2 separate regions of the Xenopus tropicalis genome follow, and region 1 is linked to region 2. Evidence: chromatin contacts called from public Hi-C data. All regions are on one chromosome and are shown on one strand. Each heading gives the region's core, a stretch centred on a gene start, on an enhancer-like site or on the middle of the called end of the contact. The rest is flanking DNA. Distances are from core to core; before and after follow the strand shown.

The links. Hi-C and Micro-C count contacts between places; a contact is called where the count stands out from the background.
Region 1: a Hi-C map of neurula embryo shows a contact between it and region 2, with 3 times the contacts expected there. The contact joins the enhancer-like site here to the promoter of fam222a in region 2. A contact is called at or near these places in 4 of 5 Hi-C or Micro-C datasets (brain, gastrula embryo, neurula embryo and 1 more).

Annotation. Positions count from the first base shown.
Region 1 is chr1:147,173,333-147,179,188 of UCB_Xtro_10.0, forward strand. No RefSeq gene overlaps it. Among named protein-coding and RNA genes, the nearest start is that of trpv4, 89 kb to the right of the region's middle. Within about 2 kb of position 2,274, at least 2 of the 11 cell types and tissues checked have an H3K27ac peak or open chromatin away from gene starts, as enhancers often do. A contact at or near this core is called in neurula embryo, where this site is marked.
Region 2 is chr1:147,068,567-147,074,356 of UCB_Xtro_10.0, forward strand. fam222a (family with sequence similarity 222 member A) reads left to right here and starts at 2,717. Exons shown (of 3, transcript NM_001079118.1): 1 at 2,717-3,744.

The DNA.
Region 1 (5,856 bases), core at 1,024-3,523, 100 kb after region 2:
AAGGCAGCAGATGAAGATTGCCTATAAAAAGACTTTAAAAAGCTCGTTTCTCTCTTTGATTGAAATTAGCTCCACTGATCTAGATTTTCACATAAATTTAAGGCTTAATCTGGTGCTAGCAGCAGTAGCTATAAATTCTTCATTTTGTATAGGCGGGAGTATTCTCAGGTCTCAGAACTGGACAAAGATATGCTAATAACCGAGGGGCTTTAAACAATTGCTGGGACAGGTTTAAAGATAACTAGGTAAACTAGGCAATGCAGGCTTGGAAAGGCCTTTTGTGGATTCTGGCAAATGCCAGAGGGGCTGCTGTAAGATGCCATAGACAGTCACTATTTATTGGGTTGGTGGGGGGCTGTTTGGGCCTCTGTGTACGTGAAATACCAGGGCCTATTTTGGATCCAAGTCTAGACCTCAGGCAATGTCAAACACACTCTGATGGCCTTGGCGTTAATATACTTTGGGTTTGGCTGCTACAGGCCCCTATGAACGGAATAACCATTTTTTATTCCCTATTCTATGCTCTTACTAGCAGTTTCACTGCCTTTTGGAGACCCTCACCAGACCAAATCACATACCTCCCAACTGTCCCAATTTTCACGGGACAGTCCAGATTTTAACAGCTCAGCCCACAGTCCCGGATTCTTTCTGAAAAGTCCCTCATTTCCCTTTGATCTCCTGCACTGAACCTGCACTAAACACTAAGAATGATACAATGTCTCTCAAACTTGATTAAAAAAGTAGCTTTTGGCAGAGCGTCCAGAAAAGTTAACAGGCAACATCTGCACTTAGCTACAATTGTAACTAATAAGTTAAACAGGTCTCTTGGGGGAACTGAGACTTGCAGCTTAAAGGGCAATTTCACATTTTTTAGCAAAACTGTAATAACACAAAGTTCAAACTTTAATTAACCCTCCAAACCTCCTGTAAAATGGGAGTGGTATTTAGGGAAGGCATGGTCGCAAAATTGCAGTATTTCTTTTTGACCCTCTTTGCATTTTTCAAATGTTGGGAGGTATGAGATCACAGTGTTGCTGTGATCCACTCTCAGATAGTTGGTACAGGTATAGGATCTATTATCCAGAATCCTTGAGACCTGGGTTTTCTGGATTAGTGATCTTTCTGTAATTTGGATCACCAGATGTGTGCTAAAAATCATTTAAAAATCAAATACCCCAATAGCATTGTTTTCACACCAATATGGATTGATACAGCTTATTTACCATCAAGCACAAGATACTGTTTTATAATTACAGAGAAAAAGGGAATCATTTTTAAAAATGAGAATTATTTGATTAAAATGGAGTCTATGGGAGATGGCCTTCCTGTAATTTGAAACATTTTGCATAGTGGGTTTCCATACAACAGATACTATACCTGTACCTTTGGGACATGCGTAATGAATGAGGCAAGCAATCACCCAATCACCGTTAACTGTGTCATAGTCCCAGCATCACCCAACATTACCTACTTTGTGTATCAAAGTGATTTCTTTGAATTGGGGGGGTCAGATATATGGTTTCACCTATACATTCAGCCAGGTGGGTGAATGAGCAAAAAAGAGGGTGTCATATGTATAACATGCAGTACTGTACATACAGCCTTAGGGGGGCAATTAGTAAGCACACAAAGTGCCCTCAATTTCATTTCAATAGGATATATTTGATACAGCTTACAACAACGTAGTTTGAGTCTGAAAATGTACATTAGACAGTATTAGTAAGAAAGGGACTATATAGCATAAGACAATGGCCACTGTATATCTTAAGCATTATGCAGTATAAAGGTACATAAACCAGTGAGGAGACATTCTTTCTTTATCTCATATTTATCTCATATTACCTTAGCAGACAAAGCTCACATACTGTATCCTAAGAAAAAGTGACCATTCAGACCTTTTGGCTTGTTTAGAGTGTAAATCCATCTGGATTCTTTCTGTAGTAACGTGGTCTCCAGAGATCTTCTTGTCAGCTCCGGGCTAATTTCCTCAATCCTCTACACTTTGAAACTTGCTAGAGAACCACCATGTGCCCTATAAAACTGACTAGCTGCATTGCTAATGCATTTATTATGTCTTAAATCACCCAGTGGATTTTTGATCTGAAGAATGTGCTGAGATACTCTTTGCCTCAGTTCCTGTGTGGCTTCCCCATATACAAATTAGGAACGTCACACCTAAATACTTTAATATATCCCCTTGGCTTTTGCTGCCTAAGCACTCTCCAACTTTATAGTGTTGTAAATTCTTTCAGATAGCCCCATATGTCTGCAGAGTATGAACTGCCCTGTGGGGGTTATGGCACTTGTTAAGATGTGCAGACTGGCTGAATAGCTCACCACAGAGCATCGCATTTGGTAATTGCTTCAAAGCCATCATAGTACTTAAGTGACCGTGATGTTTTTATAATCTGTTTCAATTTATTTTCTTATAATCTCTACTTCCTGACCAGGGGCACCTATCACAGAGCAGTGCTTCAGTGGGCATCCTGTTCTTTATTAGGATGTAATAGTTTTATATATGTGCGTCTGTCTATTTTTAATTACAAAGCACTACTTGTATACAGAGCACTGTATATTTAAATGTTATTTGACGGGTGTATTTTGTAGAAACCTGTTCCCGAGAAAGCTCCAACAACCAGCAATTGCCATTTAGAAACTATTTTTTGCAATTGTAATTTTCTATGTAACACAAATAACACAATGGCTTGGACTTGATTTGTATATACACATCAAACACATGGTATATATATATACACATACATACAGTTTGCCAGTGGTAATTTAGTGAAGTATTTTGGCCATACCCCTGGCATACGTGGGTCATGCCCAGTTATACCCTCACCATGCCTAAGAATGGCCAGACCATGCGCTAGACTCCTCCAACACCATCTAATAAATCTGGGTCCAAAGAAATCTTGGTGGGATTTGCATGTACGTATATGTGTAAACATACATTTAAAAGGCACATATGGAATAACATACCTTCTAATGTAAAAGAAAAGGGTTAATAGAAGGCATTGTGGAGTTCAATAGCCATTTAAAGTCTCAAGGCTGCAAGCCGAGAGTGTTAATACAGGTCAGTGATTTTTAGTATCCTCATATTTTAAAGTAGTAGGTACATTGTTACTTATAATACACAAGTGCCAAGGAGTTGTGACAAAAGTGACATCAATAAGCACTGAATATAACAGTGTCTGTATATAGTTTGCATGATTTGGCAGCATTGCATATACATAGGGCATAAACAACCTGTAGCTTTTATAAACTAGGACTCCCAGCATCTCACTAACAGTTCCTGTCTGTTTTCTTATGACTTCCCTGTGTATGTCAGCCATGAGTAGGATGGAGGAAAACATAATATGAAGGAGAAAAAAAAGATAGATGTTTTCTGGGCATTCTGTCAGTGGCTTCATAGTGGATAAGGTGCTAAGTAAAAAACAGGAGCAAAGCACCATTTTTTTCAGACTATTCAATGACACTAGGGGGCACATTTACTAAGACACGAATCTGAACCAAATTGGAAAAATTCCGACTTGAAAACGAACATTTTGCGACTTTTTCGCAATTTTTTTCGGCGTCTTTACAACTTTTCGGAAATTGTCGCGACTTTTTCGTTACCAATACGATTTGCGCAAAAAAACCCGAGTTTTTCGTAGCCATTCCGAAAGTTGTGCAAAATCGCCCGTAGCGTTAAAACTTGCACGAAAAGTTGCGCCTTTTTCGTAGCGTTAAAACTTAAAAGGTGCAACGTTTCGCGCAAGTTTTAACGTTACGAAAAAAAGCGCAACTTTTTGCGCAAGTTTTAACGCTACGAAAAATCGCCAGATTTTGCGCAACTTTCGGAATGGCTACGAAAAACTCGCGTTTTTTCGCACAAATCGTATTAGTAACGAAAAAGTCGCAACATTTTTCCGAAAAAATCGCAACATACCGATCATTACGAAAAAAACGCAATCGGACGCATTCGGCCCGTTCGTGGCTTAGTAAATGTGCCCCTAGGCCTAGGCCTTGTACATGAGGCTCCATGTTTGTTTGCATTTTGCTTATTAAACAATAATTAGGCCCTGCTTACATGCCTTTAAAATGGGGCTGTAACATTGATATTTTTTAATAAATGTTTGCATAGAAAATATGTAAAGTGTAAAAATATATATTTGTGTGTGCAGGTGTGTGTGTACTGTACAGTTCACACACACAAAACTTATCACCCATATTTCTTTTTCTTTCTCCATTCCCGGTGTTGCTTTTTTCCCTGGCTACATTATTACAGCAATAACCCACTTGCCAGTGACACATTGACCCAGAAAGATGTTCCAACCTTCTTGTGCAGCTTGGGTGAAAATTGGCTTATAAATCATGAGTAAAACTGTGTTTTTACTCTGTACAGAGAAGTACTTTGGATCATTTTAACTCCTTATCTTCCACAGTAGAGTCAATAAAGGCATTTCATTTCCCTGTCACTTTAGGGTGTTTTACAGGTCAGAAAATGAAGTCTCTTAAACAACAGCCATCGATGACAAAGCTGTCGTTCTTTTTTCCTGTGTGTTTATTAGAAAGGAAAATACATTTTTCCATTGCTTTTTGGTCTTTTGTTTTCCACATTATAACAAATGGCATGGTCCACTTGGGAGCTTAAAATCTAAGAACCACACCTGCAGCAGAGACATTTCAGCTGAATGTTGGAGAACAGAAAGAAACCACCCATCCATAAAGCATGTGGATCCTTGTATTTACTGTAGAGCATTTGCTGCCTACTAACACACAATCATGGGCTCACTATACTTGCACCTCCTTTTATCACTGCAAAATATCCATATAAATTCAACCAGAAGCACAATAACCCCCCCAGTTAGTACTGAAAATTATAAAAGAGAATTAATAGAAAGACACTGAATTTAAATAGCCAGCAACACCAAACAAAATACATCTCATATTCTATATAAGACCTTGACATTCGTTAGCTCTTTAAACCCCAGTAGACACCCTTGTTCTTCGGATACAGGGTGAAGAGGGCAGACTGGCAGGATCTAAGAAATATTTTAACAAGGGTCTAGGCCAGGGATCCCCAACCTTTTATACCTGTGAGCCACATTCAAATGGAAAAATTGTTGGGGAGCAACACAAGCATAGAAAAAATTCCTGGGAGTTCAAATAAGCTATAATTGGCTACTTAATAGCCCCTATGTGGACTGGCAGCCTATAGAAAGCTCTGTTTGGCTTTATACTGGGTTTTACAAGCAAAACTAGCCTCCATGCCAGAAATTAAAAAATGGGGATCACTGGTCTAGGCAAATAATGCAGATTTTATTCCTGCAGGAAGATCATTGGATTCTTGCCCCAACACCCTGGCACAAAGAATTCACTAAGCTCTAGGTTATCAGTAATGATCTATTCTGAAAAATGTAAGACCTAACTTTAAGGAATGATGAGCAAAAAAGCCTGATATTCGTGTCTAGACATTTCATTTTCTTACCCATGACCTGTGCTCGACGCCATCTCTGCACAATACCCTATGCAGCTGCATTTTTTTGCCTACCATTAGTTCTGACTGGCTATGTAACTAAGATACTTATAAACATATAATGATCATCAAAGAAAAAGCTATTTAAATCAAGCTCAAGGTTCTACTACTACATTCAGACTAGAAATGAAAGCCTAGCTATATGAGAATGAATCCCTGATAGGCGCAGAGAGATCTAATTCATCTAGTTCATCTAGTGCCACTGGCAATGATGGAGTTACAGGCAGGCATCACTAAAGACAAGAGTGTGCCCCCACCTTCCCCTTCATTCTCCCCCACAGGGAAATGTTTCAAATTGAGCAATCACAGAATCCCCAGGCAAAGCTTTTTATCTC
Region 2 (5,790 bases), core at 1,467-3,966:
GTCTTGTGCTTATTTATTTGCTCATTTGCCATGATCTGTTATTACTTTGCTCAAGTCAAACCTAAAGTCCCAAGGAGAGATTTAGTTGCTGTGATTTTTAAAAAGTGAGTTCCAGCGACAAGTGGCTCGTTTTGTCTCTACATAGAGAGAAGAATATAAATTGCCAGTACCTAAACCAACGATACTACTTCAAATCGCTTATCGTTCCGAACCACTATGAGGCCCTTTTTCGAGCAATTTTACAAAGAAAGCTTTGTCATTTAAAATTATTGGAATTGCTGAAATAAACCCCACTGAGTGGGAAGTCACTTCGATTTCCCCATTGCACTGAACTTACTTTCTAATTGTGGGCGGGGAATATGACACCTGGATTTGTGGGAAATAGTTTCTCCATTGTTGAAATCTCTAGTAATCGCTTGTTAGGAAAAGACGAGCGACTGGAACTCGCTTTTTAAAAATCGCAGCAACTAATCTCTGTGGGACATTAGTCTAAGGATGTAAAGGACACAACCTTCTAAAGGTCCCCATACACAGGCCGATAGTAGCTGCCGATATCGGTCCCTTGGACTGATTCGGCAGCTAATCGGCCCGTGTATGGGCACTCCCGACGGGAGATCTCGATTAGGCAGGTTATAAAATCTAGTTGGATCAGGGACCGCATCGGCTCGTTGATGTGGTCCCCGGACCGACTTTTCCTATACCTGCCGTTATAATTCGATTATTTGGCCCCAGGGCCAAACAATCAAATTACCCTGGATTTTCCTGATATCGCCCACCCGTAGGTGTGATCTTATGGTGTATGGGGACCTTGAGGCTGGTGAAAAGTTGCAAAACCCTGAAATGTTCTATGTAACAAAGGACACAAAATCCCAACTGCTTGTGTGGGACATGACCAATACTCAAATTCAAAATATGTCTGTAAAACTGTTGACCCCCCCATGGGAAGCTGTAACAAAATTTTGTAATGATGCACTCATTGCTGTAACTTCAAATTACACCAACGATGGTCTGTTCCAAATAAGAGAGATGAATCCTTTATTACTTGCAATGCTAACAAGGGAGGAACTATAATAGAAAATGAATACCATCACTTTGGACTTACTAAAACATTTGCAATTTCCAAGAATCACTTTGCCCCTGGGTCCATGCCGGCCTTTATGTGATACACCTACCACATGATCTGTGATTGGCCAATTATAGTGGGACATACTCTACAGGTAGTGTGAGTGGCCCTGATTAGTGATGAGCAAATTTTTTCCACCAGGCGTGGATTCGCAGCGAATTTCCACATTTTACCATTGGCGAATTGTTTCGCGAACCTTCCTTCAAAATTGGGTGCGGGCGGGGTCAAAAAAGATGCACTACAAATGCGTTTCATGGATTTTTCACCGTTTTGCGAATTTTCTTTTCATTTCGCAAATTTTATGGCAAAGCAAAACGGGACAGACTCGCTCATCACTAGCCCTGATACAAAATCTACATATGCCCAGATAAATGCCCCTTGTAAACACCAGAAGACTGTGTATGGCACCAAGTTAAACGAACAGATTAGTTTAAAAAATAAAACCTGATAAAATGGCTGGAGTCAGTGGATGTCTAATGTAATAGCCAGAACATAACTTGCTTCTTGCATCTCTAACCTGTTTGCCAGTTAGCGACTTGAAAGGGGACCACATATGACATAACTAGTTTGCTTTTAATCATGAACTCGCAGGTCAGGATGAGGAATATTTAGCTTTGCCTTTAAATGAATTAAAGGTCAGTGTGCCAAGTATGAAAATAAAACCAAAAACTCAGAGATCAAAATAGAATAAAAGGAAAATGGATTATTAATCCTCACTGCTTGCTGGCACCAACCATGCCCCCGTGCCCCAAACAGACAGAAGTCAGAATGTGACCAAGGCAGCGGCAGTACCAGGATTTTAGGGATTGTAAGCTCTACGGGCAGGGACCTCCATTCTCTTGTGTCATTGACTCTTAACTTATTGCAACTATATCTTGTATTTATTGTTATACTATTATTATCTTAATAACACTGTTTGTATTAATGTATTCTACAGTACAGCGCTGCGTACATAAGTAGCGCTTTATAAATAAAGATATACATACATATACATACAGTACATAATGAGAGACTTCTAAAGAAATGATTTGCTTTCATTTTTTTTAAAAGTTTTAGCATTTGGTGCTTGCAGCTTTCCAGCGCTAACTCCTATAAAGGTCAGTGATGGGAAGGGAATAAAAGGAAGAATAAAAGCATAAGAGTGTAGGCTTGTGTAATGTGGTTCCGGCCATTCCTGTAAAACGTTCAATGTTTATATCTTATTCCTACCCGACTTGGGCATGAATAATCTCATTTACTAAATGTCGCTGTCAGGTTGTAGTATTGATCGTGTTTTAAGGATTTCTTTTTTTAAAAAAAGGCAAAACTAAAAGGAAACAATGGTAAGGTACGGCAGCGGCTGTCCTTTAAGAGGATTTTAATTTTTCCGCGAAAACATCGCACGGCCCTTCCTTCCTCCCTGGGGCTCCACTGAGACTCGGTTCGCTTATCCCCCCAGGTAAACGCCTTTTTCGCTTTCCATTGGCCGGTCCTCTCCGGCAGCGCCTCTCCCATTGGCTGTTAGGCGTGTCGCGGGCGTGGCTTAGAGAACAGAGGCAGAAGCATCACTTGTCTGTTTGTCAGTTCCCGACGTGCAGAGCAGCTGTGAGGACCCGCTGGCCCGGGCTGCAGCGTTTGCGAGGCGATCTCAGAAGCAGATCCCACATCTCTGCACTGTCGGATCGTTCCCCTTCTTTCCTGGTACCCTCTGCTTGTATTTAAACGCTGTCCCGGAAAGGATTCTTCCTGTGTGGTAAATTGCACCAGCAGAAGACAGAGAGCTGCTGCCCGTACCGGGGATTGAAGCTTGTGCGGAGCTGCGCTGAGGGGATCTGATATATGAGCATTCGGTGCGGCTCGGATGGTGCATCTCCTCCTCCTGCTGCTGCAGCGCTGAGACAAGTCGCACATCGGGGACACTGGGAAGCTTTACCTCCTTCTGCTTCAGCCCCACACGCTAAATATTTATTCTCTGCGGAGAAATACACTGGATCTTCTGCCTCCTTCAATTTATCTGAAGGCTTTGTGTCGCTCTTTACCTACAATAACCTGCCCTGTGGAGTTTACAGGATTCATCGCCAGTTTGCCCCTTTTTTTCTATTTATTATTTAAATGAATGTTTTCGTGCCCCCCTCCCTTCTGTCTGCTGTCATATTGATATGAAAACACTGCCAGAGGCTCTCAAATAAATGGAATTTCCCCTGACAAAAGGCACAGACGAGGTACACGGCCGATTTCTGTCGGGTTGAGATCTTGAAGAGTTCCTGTGGCTTTTTTTTATTATCAAAGGATTTTGTGCTGCTAATGTGATCGATTTGGCAACTCCATCCTGTTAAAGCTTTAGAACAGTTCCTTTTAATTTATGGCTCATCATTAATCTGGATTGGTGCAAGCCTTCTGTCTAGTACAAAAGTTGACACTTTTATGAATGGGGTATTTTTAAAGGCTGTAGTCACTGAAAGGCTGAAACTCCCATACTGATTCCTGTCAGATGATACATTGGATTTCCCTGGCAGATAAAGGGATTTAATGGAATACTTCTGAAGATCTTATGGCTTGGATTAAGTTTTAGGGTTGTGCAAAAGACTTGATCGTTGCCATTGGACCCCAGGAGCCTGCCTAGGAGAAACTGAAGATTTATGGTAAATATTCTGAGGGGGGTGGGCTTCTTTTGACAAAAAAAGGGGCAAATTATTTCAACATTTTCTGAAGGTTAAATAGCAGATGGTGCATCTTCCCATTGGTTTTTACTCACTTCATTTATTATGAATACTCATGCTTTTTGTTGCCATTATTCCCCCCTTCCTCGTATATAATAAATACTAAGTTACCCCTTTAGTTAACATTACCACTATTTGATGCCTTCTGTCTTGTTAGTGCTTTTAGACAGTTACTATGAAATACATGACTATGTTGATGGTGTTTCACATCTAGGTCCCAATTCACAGTGTGACTATTTATACCTGGCATTCTTCCCTCCTAGGTGGCAGAAGCTGGTTCAGAAGAGCTTGCTCTCTAGGGACTGGTATAAGCAGAGAAATATAAAATCTCAGTATAACCTGTAGCTCTTCCATTCCTGCTATCGAGGGCTTTGGGAGTTATAGTTAAATAACAACTGGAGGGGGCATGTTTAAATAAATGTAGATGTGATATAATAAGGTCTGTCAGCCATTTCTAAGGTAGACTCACTGACACAGGACATCTTCCAAGCAAGTACAGTATGACTAGTGATGTATTTCATGTTCCTAACTATTGCTTAAACATTAGGAAGTACTTGTACTTTCATTTTAATTGGTGTAATAGTGTCCTTTCTGCCGATTGAGTTAGCATCAGCAGCTAACAGTAATGTTTAAATGTAGATGTGCCCAGCAATGCCCATAACCTGCAGAAAATGGATTCATTGACTCATCCCTACTAGTTATTTGCGTAGATGAGTTAAACCACTGGGCTGTCTAGAATAATATAACAGTAATGCTGATGTATCCCATGTACAGACAATTCCTGGCAGTGAAAGTGCTAATATACAGAAAGCTACGTTATATGGTGTATGCTCAAAACTGGAAGCTATATTCTGTTTTAGCTATTGTGTTTGTGTATAGATCATTTTGAACAAGTGATGGGCAATGTGCTGATGAACTCTTAACAGCCCTTGGTTGTCGTGAAGTGATGGGAGTTGTAGTTCACAAAATTCTAAGTGCCACAGGTTGGCTTTTTTTTTTTAATCAGAGTTCTAGTTGTAATCAGCCTTCTTGCCACTCCAGCAAAATCCCACTCAACATTCCTGCTCTCTTCCAAGCCATTTGCTCTCAGCTGCTCTCCCTGGAAATGGGTTTGTGTTCTATTCCTCTGTGACCTCATCATATGCTGAGAAAAGTAATAAATGCAATAAATAACCATGACATACATTCTAATAATATGGGGGGGGGGGGGGGTCATAATCTGTGTATAAAATATATATATGTGTGTCTATTTATACACCGTTCTTTATTGTAATGTAAAAAGGCTGTATTCCATGTGCTGCTTCTACAATCCATCACACCCTTTGAGGTACTTGAGTAAAATTGGCTGTGAATAGCTTCTTTGAAGTGAATTTCAAATGATCTGCCCTTTCCTTCTAGCCCAGTGATAAATCCCTGGCTCAGTTTTACAACAGGAAACTTGGCAATTTATTTTTTATTGCACTGACTGCTAATGACAATTGGTTGAGCTACAAGAGAGCCGAGTAGCCGTGATGGAAGCATATTTTACAGAAAGAGAGTTGCTGGAACAACATGCCATCTGTAATATGTCAGATCAGGGGGGTAATGTGAGGAAAGGAAACATTAATTAAAAAGGTGGTAGGAGCATGAAGTAAGTACTCCCTGGCACAGGCGGAATAGCCTAGTGCTTGGAAGGCAGGGCGATAATGAATTAGGCCTAAGATTTCTGTAGCAGGCGTGAAAAGGAATTTTTTTCTGTTGCTTTGAGATGTGAAGCTTTTTTTTTGCCCTGTGGGTTGAGAAACAGACACCTAATAGAGACATCTGCCTACTACTTTTTACTGTAGCTAAAATAGAAATGTGTCCCATCTAGTAGGAGGATGGTGATGATGGTGGCGGGGATCAGTTCGTTGTGAGTTTACACTGTTTATTTAGCTGGAGTTTTTATGGAAACACACTGTTTGGGATTCTTGACGAACAAGTCCCACA